Regions from separate parts of the Xenopus tropicalis genome. Here region 1 is linked to region 2. A link is a contact called in public Hi-C data. All regions are on one chromosome and are shown on one strand. The core of a region is the stretch at or near the end of the contact, and the rest is flanking DNA. Distances in the headings are between cores, read along the strand shown.

Region 1 (7,178 bases), core at 3,669-6,168, 50 kb after region 2:
TGAGAATTGCAAATCCTTTGATTATGCAGAAAACCAGTTTTTGGGTGGAAAACTTTAGATATTTCCATACTAGACCTTAATTGTGGATTTCAGATCCACAATTAAATCTAACTATACCACATAGTAAATTTGTAAGATGGAACAGAACCAGTAACAGGTGCATATGAAGTATTACATAGCACAACAAGCGGCAGTGAAACCAAGACGTAGGACTGCTTGGAGTGCTCAGGGAACATTGCATTGCAAATTCACTTGGACAGCTGCATAAAGGGAAATGTAAAGCAAGACTGACAGACTTTTCCAGTATTAACTTGTTTCCTGACTGGCTCTCTCAGATATCACATCTCCATCAATCCTAATATGTTACTTAGTTGTCAGAACTGTCAATCTGAGATGTTATTAAATGCAATCCCTACACAGTGACCCCTTAGAACACAGGCAGATGATGATCTGTCAACAAGCTGAACTTTTAATTTACATGCAGGGGTTCACGAGAGAAAAAAACAAACCATATTGCTGGATAGCCAATACAATTTCATATAAGTAAGCATTTTCCACAAAACCTAAGTGCACGGCATAAGTCATTACCCTTTGGTACAGTACATAATAAAGACATATTTAAGAGTTAGCATTGCTGACTTGCAGAACTGGGGTCCTAGGTATGGTTCTGACCAGAGCCTATGGAATGTTATTTTGCTTCTAATGAAATTGATCCTAAGGGTGATGGCAGATGGTTCACTTTGTTGCTCGCAAGAGACAAAGTGCTTGAAAATACCTTGCCCTGGTACCAGTGGATATCACACAATAAGTATTTTACACAATGTATATGTATAATGAAGAGGCGGTTTCTGAGGTCTTTGATGTCTGCTGGGCGCACAATTTCCCAGGGGTAAGAAAGCAGTCCATCTACCATCACTTAAATGGGTTTTATATGAATGCACTAGGGACCAACGTTCCCTCTAATTTTTTATAGGCTGTGTGCGCAAAAAATATCATCCGTGCGCATTTTAAAGCAAGATTAAATTTTTGTGCGCTACAGAATGTTTGTTGGAGTTCAGTTATGGGCATTTTTGCGCAGGTCTTTCAGTTTGTCTAAATCAAGTTACAAAAATGTAATTTTTGTGCGCGCTATTTTAATTTGTGTGCGCGGGTTCGGAAAGTCGTGTGCGCGCGCACACGCGCACAGCTTAGAGGGAACAGTGCTAGGGACTTTGGTTAGTAAGCTCTGCCAGTGCAGGTATCTCCAGAATATATTGATACTATATAAATGTTGATAATAAATCTTAAAGTTTTTTAAACACAGTATTTTTTAAAAGTTGATACTGCCCTTTAAATGTATTTCCAGAAGTGTGTGTGCTCTGGCCTAAAAATTGCAAACTGATATATTGCTATTGCATTGTATTTAAATGCATATCCCACGAGCCTGGATTTAGTATCTGTACCTGCATCAGGGAGCCATGAGTTTACATCTTGTTGTTTTCAGAAAAAATGTTTCCATACTGCAGATCCCTACAATATTACCTTTAAATAAAACAGACAATGTGCTAAGTGCACAAACGTTTACAAGCAATACGAGCTGCCTCTGTCCCCAGAATAAATCTGTTTGTAAAATTACTGTGCCAGAAATATGTAACAGTCCTAATACATTTCCTGGTTAGGATCATGACTGAGTGCAGAAGAAATGTAGGACTAGTAGTTTTCTGAAAGCCATGGCCTCTCAGGAATTATTTGTGAGTAAACTGTTCCAGAACACTGCCTCCTCAAGTATCCCATGTCTATGTAATAACACAGATGACTATTGTAAAAGCCTTGTAATCACAGTGCGTACTTTTATACTGTCTGTTCTGTGAGACGGCAGTAATTTCTTATATGCACAAATTACTCCCTAAAAACACTTGCAAAAATAACATATTTTTAGCATATAGCTGCCACTCCTTCAGTAATATATCTATATATAGATATATTTTATAGGTTATTTGTGTTTTTGTGCATTTTAAGAATAGTAGTAGTCATAAATAAAACTACTGACAAGGTCATGGAAGAGAGGTAATTGCTAAGAAAGAGGACAATCTAGTACAGTATATTAACTAATTCCCCGACTGCTATGGAAAACTTAAAACCATGTACAGCGGATAGGAACAGATGCTTTCTTTGTTGTGGAAGTACACTACCCATCATCCCTTGTAATAGGCATTCTGGGATTCCTTGCTCTGCATATTTTGCAGATCACAAGTGTATTTTAGATATGGAATATAGGAATATGTTAATATTTATTTAAGCAAATAAATATAATAATATACTTTTTAAAAAAAAAAGGAAAGAAATTGGCAGTTGCAAGGGTTTGCGCACTGGAATTAGAATGAAGAATATTAGTCACCCGGGAAGACAGTGGAGATCTAATTTGTACAATTATTTCTCTTAAGGTGGCCATATGGGTTGCAATCCGCTAGTTTGGTTAGGATGCTAAATGAGTGGATCTTCTCCCCATATACCCTCCTAAGGTGGGCGATATAGGGCTAATTGAATCGTTTGGCTTTAGGGCCAAATTATCACATTGAAAAGGCAGACATAGGAACCGTCTGAGCATGAACAAGCTGATGCTGTCCCTGATCCAATGGAAAATCAAGACTGCCTGATAGAGATTTTAGGCCAGATGTCATTCAGGTAGACCAGTCGGTGGTGCCCATAAAAAGGCAGATAAGCTGCTGAAGGAGCCCAATCAGCAGCTGAAATCTTCCCGTGTCTGACCACCTTTAGCACAGGCCAATCCTGTTTACTGGCTGTTAGTGTTTTATTGTTGCCTAGCCTCAGTAAATGAATAGAACTAGCTGGATCTGGATGAAGAAAGCCAGTGAATCAAGTAGCAAGCCCTGGGAAATTGATTTGACCTTTATTACTCCACTGTTTATGTTTTCTTGTCACGTTGCAAAGTACTAGAACCACTTTCTCCAAAAGCTTTTTTTTTTTTTTTTATTAAATGTACGCTGGGGTAGCAGTAGTAGCAATAAATGGTTTCAGTTAGTGTACCAAGGGATCCATGGGGGAAGAAGTTTAAACTCCTTGGACATTACATCAGTGTATGAGAACATGCCTAACATGTGTTAGGCTTAGACTTATGCTCTAATAAAAGTTTATTTTTTAAAAAACTGCCAATAAATGAGATTCTGGACAAGGGGTTGGCAAAAGAGATACCTGTCTAGTGCCCCCTCACTGTTGAGCCCTAGCCAGGTGCATGTTTCGCCTACCCTTTTAATGAAATAATTCAAACTTGAAAAAATGTTTTCTTTTTTCTCTCTAAAAATTAAATATTCCCTTTTACTTGATCCTAAAATATTATTAATCTGTATTGGAGTCAAAACAATCCTTTTGAAGATAATACAATGTCTAAATTATTTTGTAGTAGACATAAGGTATGGTGATCTGAATTATGAAAGGACCCCTTATCCTAAAAAAAGACTTTGGTTCCGAGCATTCTGGGTTAGATCAGTGGCTGCAAATAACTAGACAGATTGGATTAGGCATATTGCTATATCCAATTTGCTTGCTGATCAGATTGGTATATGATTATTTTTTTTTTTATTGGGGCATGCATTTGTCGAGCAATATTTTCCTTTACTTGAAATAAGGTTGCTGGCCAGCCCAGGGAAAGTTGCCCCATGGTTTGGGGAACCCTGCTAGAAAAAAAGTGACCCTAATAAATGTTCCTAGGTTGAAAAGAATTACAATATCAATAAAAAGATATGTCTACACCAGTGATCCCCAACCAGTGGCTCAGGGGCAACATGTTGCTCCCCAACCCCTTGGATGTTGCTCTCAGCGCCCCCAAACCAGGGAGTTATTTTTGAATTCCTGACTTGGGGGCAAGTTTTGGTTGAATAAAAACAAGATTTACTACCAAATAAAGCCTCCTGTAAGCGGATAGTGTGCATAGAGGCTGCCTAATAGCCAATCTTAGCCCTTATTTGGCTCCTCCATGAACTTTTATGATGCGTTTATTGCTCTCCAAGTCTTTTTACATTTGACTGTGGCTCACAAGTAAGGGCTCTGGCCCCCGTAAAAAACAGATGGATACAGGCTGTTAGCTGTGTGGTTACGCTTTCCTGATTCTAAGCAGTAGTCTAGAAGTTACTCTGTAGACCAGGTGTCCCCAACCTTTCTAAGGACTCTGGCACACAGGGAGATTAGTCACCCGCGACAAATCTCCGTTCGCGGGCGACTAATCTCCCCGAAATGCCATCCCACTGGTGAAAATGTAAATTGACGGTGGGATGGCATACGCGGCGGTGCAATTTCATTGAAATCGCGTTAGTTACCTTGAGAGGAAACTTCCGCAATTCACTGAAATTGCGCCGCTGCGTATGCCATCCCACCGGCGATTTACATTTTCGCCGGTGGGATGGCATTTCGGGAAGATTAGTTGCCCGCGAACAGGGAGGTTTGTCGCGGGTGACTAATCTCCCTGTGTGCCAGAGCCCTTAGAAAGGTTGGGGACACCTGGTCTACAGAGTAACTTCTAGACTACTGCTTAGAATCAGGAAAGCGTAACCACACAGCTAACAGCCTGTATCCATCTGTTTTTTACGGGGGCTGCCAACAGTTTGTTTTTCTCCCAAACGGAATGAGATGTTGTGACGAGCTGCACCGTTTCCCAGACAGGCACGTAAGGCGCTGGCTGTGGTGCATGCCAGACGTGACTGCGTACAAACCCACATTCCCTAGCCCAACATGCAGCCCAGGGTACGTAAAAAAAATGGTGCGAGACGGAGCCCTGGGAATATTACAGACACAGCCCAGGATTTCCTTTTTGGGATCCTCGCTATTCATGAGGCTGGGCAAAGAGTGCATGTGATTGGTAGTCTCCTGCAGAAGTGCTGTCACGTTACCAGGAAGGAGGGTGTAGGCGTCTCTGCACCGCTGACTTCAGCGACTTGCTACTGTCGCCGAAGTGCATGTGTGCCAAACTGAGGGCGGGGATAAGGCTACAGTACGCAGCCCCAATTCCACTGATAAGTAGCTGCCACACAGAGAAGTTAGTCCATGCATCGAACAGCAGCAGGATTTTTTCTGGTATATTCCATGATCTGCTATCCCATAACTCACCGGAAGGCAGCCACTGCAGGCTGAGCTGCTGGATGAACACGCTCTTCTTTTCCTGGCCGATGCATTGGGATGGCCTGCGAACTCATGGCGCTTCAAAGGTACACAGTGAGCTGCTCCGTTTAGGATTTCACACAGATTTCGTCATGTTCTTTTCTCCCCCCCCCCCCCATTTCTTTCATTTCGTCCCCAGTTTTACATGCGATTTCAACTTACAATGAGAACATCAGATTTGATACATTAGCTGTCATTTATTTGTATTTGTCATATATTTCCCATAGTTAGTTATGAAAGGGGGTTAGCATACTTTAATGTTCTGTGCATTGAGATAAGAGTTGTTATATCCATTTTTATGGATAACCTGTATCTCCATTTCAGCCTATGTAATTGTGTAGTTTTAACATTTACCCCTAAAATAGGCCACATGTGATGCTTTAACAGTTTTTAAAATGTTTTTATTACATCCTGTGCCATGCTCATTCCAGCATCCCCTTCTGTTGTAAGCAGGTTATGAAACAACAACTGCAGGATCACTGCTTTGGCAGCCCTGCCTTACATAGACCCCATTATATGCACTTCGAGCTGTTGTGTTGATAAAGGCAGTGCAGTGTTTTTGCCTGGGAAAAACATGTCTCCTGCTCATTGTCATGGGGAGGGTTCTTGTCCCTAATTGGTTAAACAGGTCATGTTTGTTATGATATGAGTCACTGCCTAGATCTTGATGTTGCTTAATGAAATTATTTAAAACAATAAGTACTTGGGGTGGCCTGCATAGATAACCTGATGCTGCAAGAGCAGCTTAAGCACAGATCCCTGGAGATAGGAGAATGATAACAAACAAACAAAAGATGTCACTTCTGGGTGTTTTATTGGATGTTAGGCCTGCCAGGAGAACAATCAAATATATGTATATTATTTTGATTTTTCTGATTACAGTAGAAGTATTGTGCTCCAGGCACATTCTTTAAGCCTTAGTAAAGATCAGATAGTATATAGTTATTTTAGATGCTTCCCCTAGCTGACTTGTGTAACAGAAAAGCCAGGTGCAAAGGCCCTGTTGTGGGGTAGGGTACTACAGTTCAGTATTTGTGATATCTTCTCTCAGGTGCCTCCTTATTGCATCCTATTGCCAGTACAAAGATAATGTGATATATCAGGGCAAAGTCACAAATACAAAACTCATAGGTATGTACTGTAAGTGTCTCATAACTCTCCCTTGCAAACTTGTCTGGGAAGTAAAAAAAATGTTTTTGCATTATTGTTATGAAGATGTCTGGGCCGCAGTTCTGTGTAAATAAAGGGCAAATAGCCCTCTGCTCCCACAAAATTAAGCATGTGTGATAATTATCAAAATAAAAAGTTTATGGTCTCTTTTTAACAGCCTGTATATTTTACTTAGTACATATTTTATGAAGAGGTCTAAAAAGCTGCTGAAACATTTTGAGTAGCCGATATAATGGTATAAATTGTATTGGAAGTGTAATTTTAGTTAAGTCATTGACCAACAGCTTTTTCATTCATCCAAGCTATGAGGTTATCTATGGGCCCATTAAAGCCTATTGCCACACACCCAATATTAAGGGGCAGAATGATCAAAATTTGAGTTATGAGCGAGTAGCATTCTTGCCTTGCAGCACTGGGGAAGTTCAATCCCAGCAAGGACACTATCTGCAAGGAGTTTGTATGTTCTCCCCGTGTCTGTGTGGGTTTCCTCCGGGTACTTCAGTTTTCTCCTACACTCCAAAAAGCATAAAGGCAGGTTTATTGGCTTCTGACTAAATTGACCACAGCATGTGTGAATGTAATGGGGATCTTAGATTGTAAGCTCTTCTGGGGCAGGGACTGATGTTAATGATGAATAATCTCTGTAAAGCACTGCGGAAATGTGTTGGCACTACATAAACAACAGGAAATAAATAAATACATTTTTAGAAGAGTATTTATCAATGGGTGAGATTTAGAATTCCCCCATTGATAAATGTTTCTTAAATTCCTGTAGAAATAAATAGAACGTGGGTGAGTTTTTATGTATTGAGCTCTAAACTAACATTTTGATAAATCTACCCCATAGTATTGATTTC
Region 2 (7,366 bases), core at 3,087-5,586:
GAGGTACAAGAGATCATTGATTCACGAAAATCTAGAGGTAAGGTTCAATATCTTTTACATTGGAAGGGTTTTGGTCCTGAAGAAAGGTCTTGGGTCAATGCTAAGGATGTTCATGCTCCCCGATTGATTACATCTTTTCATAGAAAATTTCCTGAGAAATCTTGGGAGCCCCCGGTGGGTGCTCCTGAAAGGGGGGGTACTGTGAGGCGCTCTGCCGGACCGGCGCGTTCCCCTACCTTAGGTCGCGCCGGCCGACAGACGCGCTCTATTAGGGGCCCGCACTTCCGGGTTCGGCAGGGACGGCGCGGCGTTACTGCGCATGCGCGATGACGCGCGGACATGCGCAGTCGCGCGCCCTGAAGCATTAGGCGCCATCTTTGTGTAGGTTTTTTAGGTTTCCGGTTCCTTTGATTTTTGGCGCCAAATTCGGCTATTTAAACCCCTTCCTTCATTGTTTTCATTGCCCAAGCTGGCTTCTGTTATCTACAGTACCTGCTCTTGCATTTTGTTTGCTGTTTCCGGATTCGACCTTTGCCTGACCCTGACCACGATACTTGCTACCTGCCTTGACCGTTTGCCTGTACCCCAACTACGAATATTGCTGCCAGCCCCGACTTGTGCCTGTACCCCGACTACGTTCTGCCTTTGCCTTGCCTGTACCTCGCATCTCGTCTGAACTCTGAAGGTTTGCAGGACCCCAGCTTGGGCCGCAGCAGAAAGTCCGGGGCCCCAAAAGGGCGTCGGTGAACACCGGGAAGAGCTGGGAGTTCCTGTTATACTGTAGGAGTCAGATTTTGCATACAGCGGTCGCACACTGGTTCCATTCTAACTTGAACGTTACAGTTGGTAGGCCTGGGCCCCTGGGCATACAAATCTTGTGTTTTGTAGAAATGTATTTCATGTGATTTTATTGATGAGTATTTTATTGTAGGTTTTATTTTGTCCGACGGGCAAGTGTTAGGGCGAAGAAATACACAGCAATTAGTTAGCAAGACTGACTTTTTAAAAAGTCAGTCTCAGTGACTGATTGCAGCGACTTTCAAAATACATCTGCTCTTCTAATGTCGTATGTGTTACCTGGTTTCCCCCCCATATATTCATATATTTATGCACTCAGCAAATTGCTAGGTTGTTTTTAATTTGATACTTAGTGGAAAGGAGCACATGCCATGTGACACAATTGTAAATAGCAATGTGATTAAAGCTTTTAGTTCGTATAATCTTCCTATATTAATGAACTTTATATAACTGCAGACTACCTTCCATATTCCATAGTGTATGTGTGTCCTGTTTTTACATTGGCCTATCAAAGTGTTTATTCAAAAAAATACATAGGAATTTTGAGAGGAGTCTCTCTCACTGAGCAGGAGCTAGCGGGGTCAGATCGTTTGGGGGCAGGGGAGCTGCGAAAGGATGATGAGGCAGTAAGCTCAGTGCCATTTAGAAAATCTAGTGTGGGGAAAAGGAAAAGGGAGGCTGCACCAGAGTTTGTGCATGCCAACAGATTTGCCAGATTGTGTGAAGAAGATGGGGGCGTAAACTCTGGACTAGCGGTTCTAGATGGGGCTGATCTCTCTAACAGCCGGGAGACCAGTTTCTCTAGTAGTGGTGGGGAGGAGAGCAGAGCTAGGTCTAAACAGATTGCAGTTATAGGGGATTCAATCATTAGGAAAGCTGAAAGGGTAATCTGTAGCTACAACCGAACAGTTTGCTGTCTTCCTGGTGCCAGGGTTTGGCGTGTGGTTGATCGGGTTGACAAATTATTGGTTGGGGTTGGGCATGACCCAACTGTCTTGGTACATATTGGTACTAATGACAAAATTAATGGTGGAGGACCTTAAAGAGTGAGTTCAGGGATCTAGGCTCTAAGATTAAGGAAAGGTCCTCCAATGTTTTTTTTTTCTGAAGTTTTGCCGGTGCCACCTGCATGTTTAGGGAGACGGCGGGAACTTGGGGAGCTAAATGTGTGGGTAAAGTCTTGGTGTAGGAAGGAAGGGTTTGGGTTCCTAGAGCACTGGGCTTACTTTTCCTTGGGGTACAATCTATATAGCTGTGACAGATTGTACCTCAATGAAAGGGGGTCCGCTGTGCTAGGGGAGAAAATGGTTAAAAGGCTTGAGGAGTGTTTAAACTAGACAAGGGGTGGGGGGGTGAGCTAGCATTTTATGGGAAAGCTAGTGTAGAGGGGGCAGTGGGATTAGCAAAGGGTCATGAGGAAGGAGAAAGGAGGACATACAGTTTACCAGATAAGGAGCCGCGTATGCCATATTGGGGAGATTAGTCGCCCGTGACAAGGGAGATTTGTTGTGGGCGACTAATCTCCCCATGTGCCACAGCCCTAACTCTCTGTTACCTAATGTAAATATCAGAGGGAGAAGTAGTAATCTCCGCTGCATGCTGGCTAATGCACAGAGCTTGTCAGGTAAATTAGGGGAGCTGGAAGCTATTGCATGTACTGAAAATTTTGATTTAATTGGTATCACTGAGACCTGGTGGGATTAAACATGTGACTGGGCTGTGAATTTAAATGGTTACATGCTTTTTAGGAGGGACAGAGGGATTAAAAAGGGTGGGGGGGTTTGTCTTTATGTAAAGTCAGATTTAAAGCCATGTGCTAAAGAAATTACCAAGGACAATGTGGAATCCCTTGGGGTAGAAATTTCAGCAGGGCTAAAGGTTACAAAGAATGTTTAATGGTGTATGATATAAACCACCCTGTATAAGTGAGGAGGATGGGGCCCAGCTACTATTGCAAATGGAGGAGGCTTCACAACTAGGTCAAGTTGTTATTATGGGGGACACTATTTATCCGGACATTGACTGGAGTAATGGGTTGGCTAAGTCAGAAAAAGCTAGTAGGTTTGTAAATATGCTAAACGACAACTTTTTATTTTAAGCAGTTCAAAAAATAATGGGAATGATTCTCTTTTGGACCTGGTATTATCTAATAATACTGAACTCATCTCTAACATTTGTGTGGGTGAGCATTTGGGGAACAGTGGTCATAACATTGTCTCCTTTGATCTAACTGTTTGGCTTCAGATCTTCTGAATGGGAGAAATATGGGGAGACTTAAGGGCACTATTGAGACAACTGAAGGTATGCCTGCATTTTGAGATTAACTCTTTACTAGCCTTTCCTTCTCCTTTAATGGAGAAGGATCTGGGGGTTTTTGTAGATAACAAGTTGTCTAATTCCAGGCAGTGTCATTCTGTGGCTACTAAAGAAAATAAAGCAATGTCTTGTATAAAAAAGGCATTGACTCAAGGGATGAAAACATAATTTTATAGCTCTCTGGTAAGGCCTCACCTTGAGTATGCAGTGCAGTTTTGGTCCTTAAAAAGGATATTAATGAGCTGGAGAGAGTGCAGAGACGTGCAACTAAACTGGTAAAGGGGATGGAAGATTTAAACTATTTAGGTTAGACTCTGTACAAGTACATTAGAGGGGATTATAGGCAGATAGGGGGTGTTCTTTTTTCCCATAAAAACGATCAGCACACCAGAGGTCACCCCTTTAGATTAGAGGAACGGGATTTCCATTTGAAGCAGCGTAGGTGATTTTTCACGGTGAGGGCAGTGAGGTTGTGAATTGCCCTTCCTAGTGATGTTGTAAAGGTAGATTCTGTTAGTGCCTTTAAGAGGGGCCTGGATAAGTTCTTGAACAAGCATAGTATCCAAGGCTATTGTGATATAGTGTTAATGTTTGTATATATGGTTTATATACGTGAGAGTATAGATAGGTAAGTATAGGTTTGTGTGTGCTGGGTTTACTTGGAAGGGTTGAACTTGATGGACTCTTCAACCCTATGTAACTATATGAATGTTAATTGCCATATAAATTGCCTTGAATTTACCACAGAACTCAGTAGAGCAGCACCATTTGTTTCTATAGATGAAGGTTCTCTTGTGTATAGAGAATACTGGTGCCAAGTAACACAATATTGCAGGAAATTGTTCTGTGCAAACAATAAAATATTCTAGCGCAATAGACTATTTCATTGAAAATTATCGGGAAGTGATTGTTTATATATCTGAAAGAATATTTTATATAAGCAATCTGTTTTATATAAGAGAAGGGAAAATTCTATCTAGTTTCTGGGTGTACTTTTGCAGCGTGTACATTTTTTTTCTTGGCTTTTATGCATTCTACACTACTCCTAAATGTGTTGCAAAAAAAGTGTATTGAGCACATATAAGTGGAAAATACACATAAGAGATTGGGCAGCATATTACATCCAGTGATGTTTTAGGCATGCTATGTAATCTTTATCAAACTTACAAAGAATGTCAGACACTGCAGGTCTGTTTCAAGGCCTTAAAGCAGGAACTGACATCACCATAGTTTCCTAAGAAACAGACACATACACAAAGGCATACTGTTTCCTCGTCTTTAGATCCTGTATCATATCAATTCAATTTATAATCTTAAATGCAAACCGCTTAATAAGAATATATCTTTGACATAACACATTATATTTACAAAAATAAGTGCAGGCTATAGTATCTGTTAAGTACATTTGAGTCAAGTGGTTTCAATTTATATATCCACCATACTTCCCTTTGTTTTCATTTTACAATCCCTGCCATACTTAAGTGGGGGAATGCCACTTAATATTCACACCTGGGTTTATAAACTCCTTGCCTTTGATAACACTAGAACATTGTGTACATCCTGAACATGGGAACACACCAGAAACTGAAAAAAGGTATTAGTACGTCTTCTAGGATTTTTCAACATAAAAGAGGAAACTGTGTTACCTATGATTTTACATCTTTTATGGGAGGGCAAAGTTCCTAAGTCTAGGAAAAAAACTTTTGTAAAATAGTCGCTACCTGGCCACAATTGCTATATTATAATTGTTGCATATTTCTAAAGCACCAACATATTCCGCAGTGTTGTACAATAATATTTAGTAACAAATGGATTTTTTTTTTCACTTTGATTATTCTCTTTGTGCAACTGATCTATGTTGTGCTTGCTTTCTAACTTGGTCATGATAACCTCTTTGAAACTTTAGTACTGTTTGTCATTAAAGGGATTCTGTCATGATTTTTATGGTGTACTTTTAATTTCTAAATTACACTGTTCACACAACAAATGATTTACTCTACTAATTAAAATGTTAAATGAGAAGGAAAGGCTAATAAAGTGGTGGAAAATCTGTTTGCATTTTTGAAAAATGGATTCAATACAGGATTCTGCTTGAGAAGCTCTATTAACTGATGCATTTTTGAAAAAAAAAAACATATTTTCCCATGACAGTATTCCTTATAATAACAGTCTTTGCACATACATACCACATTCCCATTACCAGCAAAATGCTATGATGCATAAACTGTGTTTCACTGTATTGCAGAATCCTCCATAGAAGGCACGTATGTGACACTTCAGCATTAATATATACAGGTATAAGGATAAGGAAATCATAATTTTATTTTGTCAGGTCACATAGTTGTTAGTACTACTGCTACCTTGTAGTTTTTAGAGTCGTTGGTTTGATTTCATCCAGGGAATTAGGATAGGAACTGATATGAATGATATATACAGTATTTGTGTTAAAGGCTTCAATCCATAGGAACCATAGTAAATAAAAGTAAAAGTTTGCCTCAGTCAGTTGCACAAAAAATACCATTCATTAAAGTTAGTTGCGTTAAAAGTGCTCCTTGCTTGATTCACAGCAAAGTGCAAGCACAACTGGGCACATTTTGATGCATTGGCCACAATTACATCAGGTGTATTTTCCCTCAGTTCTGGAATTACACTTGAATTATTGGAGAAAGTGCTACATTGTAAGTAAAAGTATGGTGAAATTGCAGCTTTTACTTTACAAAAAATTCCAGCAGAGGGCACTAAAGAACTGTGTTCAGAGTCATGTATTTGCCCTTCCCAACACAGCAGGTTATTAAATTGGATGGCTTTTTTTCATGTTTACAGCCTAAATGCCATTTCTATACAACTGGCATATTCTGTAAGACCCAAAACACTTTAAAGTGACCTGCATAAATGTGTAAAATAGACTTACGTGGAATTTGGCGTGGCTAACAAATCGTGCCGATGGGTAATTTTGTAGTTTCTACCCAAGATTACAAGACATGCACCAATTTTTTCCCATACATTACAACAGAATTCACTAGGAACATGAAGTATATTATTTTAAAAAATGCATGCATAATTGTATTAAACGCACAGAATATTTACAGAAAACCTTTAATCAAAACCTTAGCCCAAAAATAACCCACAGCTTTATACACTTTTCTTGTATAAAATGATATAAAAAATTTAATGAATATGCATTCAAGTGTACCCAGGACAAAAAAGTCTTATGCTCAAAGGCAAGTAATGTAAGATGCCTGGAATGATGTGTCTACAATAAATTATGCCATTATACATTGCTTTCTATTTAAAGGGAAAATAAAGGTATTTTATTAGTTTTATGGAAATTCGTCATTCTGTGGACTGAACCTTTCTTCTGAGTATATGTATCAGCTGGAGCTGCCATAATTTGGACAGCACAGGGAGACTGATCTGGGAACATTATATTTTACCGTCACAAAAGTAAGCTAGGAACTATAAAAGTGTACATTTTTAAGAATAGCACTAAGATTTAAAAGACAGCAGACCATTAACCAGAGCTACATTATTAAAGTGAGTTGTAGTCCAGCCACCTGTGGCTGGGTTACTTGATACAGTGTGACTGTGAACAGCAGCTCAGACATTCTGTATGAGCCAAAATAGTACAGTGTCAGTCTGTGGGTGATATCATTATGTGTTGTGTAAGCAAATTAATGTTCATGTTCTTTATTTGCCAAAAATAATTTCTAATTGTAAACAAACTTAGACTTTACTGGCAAGGATATATATATATATATATATATATATATATATGTATGTTTTTGTGTTTATATACCGGTACTCATACGTGTGTTTTTGTGTGCATCTATAAATATGTCTTTGCATATTTTTTTAATTTTATTTTACGGCTTTGCCACCTTTTGGTGGGGAACAAATAAATATACATGTTATACCAGGTTTCACATTTATTTGATCTTTTTTCAACAGCAATATACAAATAATTTTCACTAAGCTGAATTCTCTCATTCTCCAGCCAGAAATAATATTTACTCGGGCCTGCTCATCTCAGGCTTTAGATATATACTGTGTTCCTTTCTCTCTGAGGGGGACCCCTTTTGTCACCTGACACCTATCCACCTATACATAACACCAGCCCTCTAACAAATTCTGTTAGGCTGATGTCCCACGGAGTGGCGAAATCCACTGGCAACAATAGGAGTCAGCGGTGAAAAGCCCTTCGCACAACTTTGGAAAACCGAAGGGATGCAAAGTTGCTGGGAGGAGGAAACTT

What was found. A called contact is a pair of places that touch in the nucleus more often than the background predicts.
Region 1: a Hi-C map of liver shows a contact between it and region 2, with 2.1 times the contacts expected there. The contact joins two enhancer-like sites. A contact is called at or near these places in 2 of 5 Hi-C or Micro-C datasets (brain and liver).

What each region holds. Positions count from the first base shown.
Region 1 is chr1:78,776,118-78,783,295 of UCB_Xtro_10.0, forward strand. The region is part of intron 17 of fam13a (protein FAM13A); the gene reads left to right. Among named protein-coding and RNA genes, the nearest start is that of fam13a, 78 kb to the left of the region's middle. Within about 2 kb of position 4,919, at least 7 of the 11 cell types and tissues checked have an H3K27ac peak or open chromatin away from gene starts, as enhancers often do. A contact at or near this core is called in liver, where this site is marked.
Region 2 is chr1:78,727,190-78,734,555 of UCB_Xtro_10.0, forward strand. The region is part of intron 4 of fam13a (protein FAM13A); the gene reads left to right. Among named protein-coding and RNA genes, the nearest start is that of fam13a, 29 kb to the left of the region's middle. Within about 2 kb of position 4,337, at least 1 of the 11 cell types and tissues checked has an H3K27ac peak or open chromatin away from gene starts, as enhancers often do. A contact at or near this core is called in liver, where this site is marked.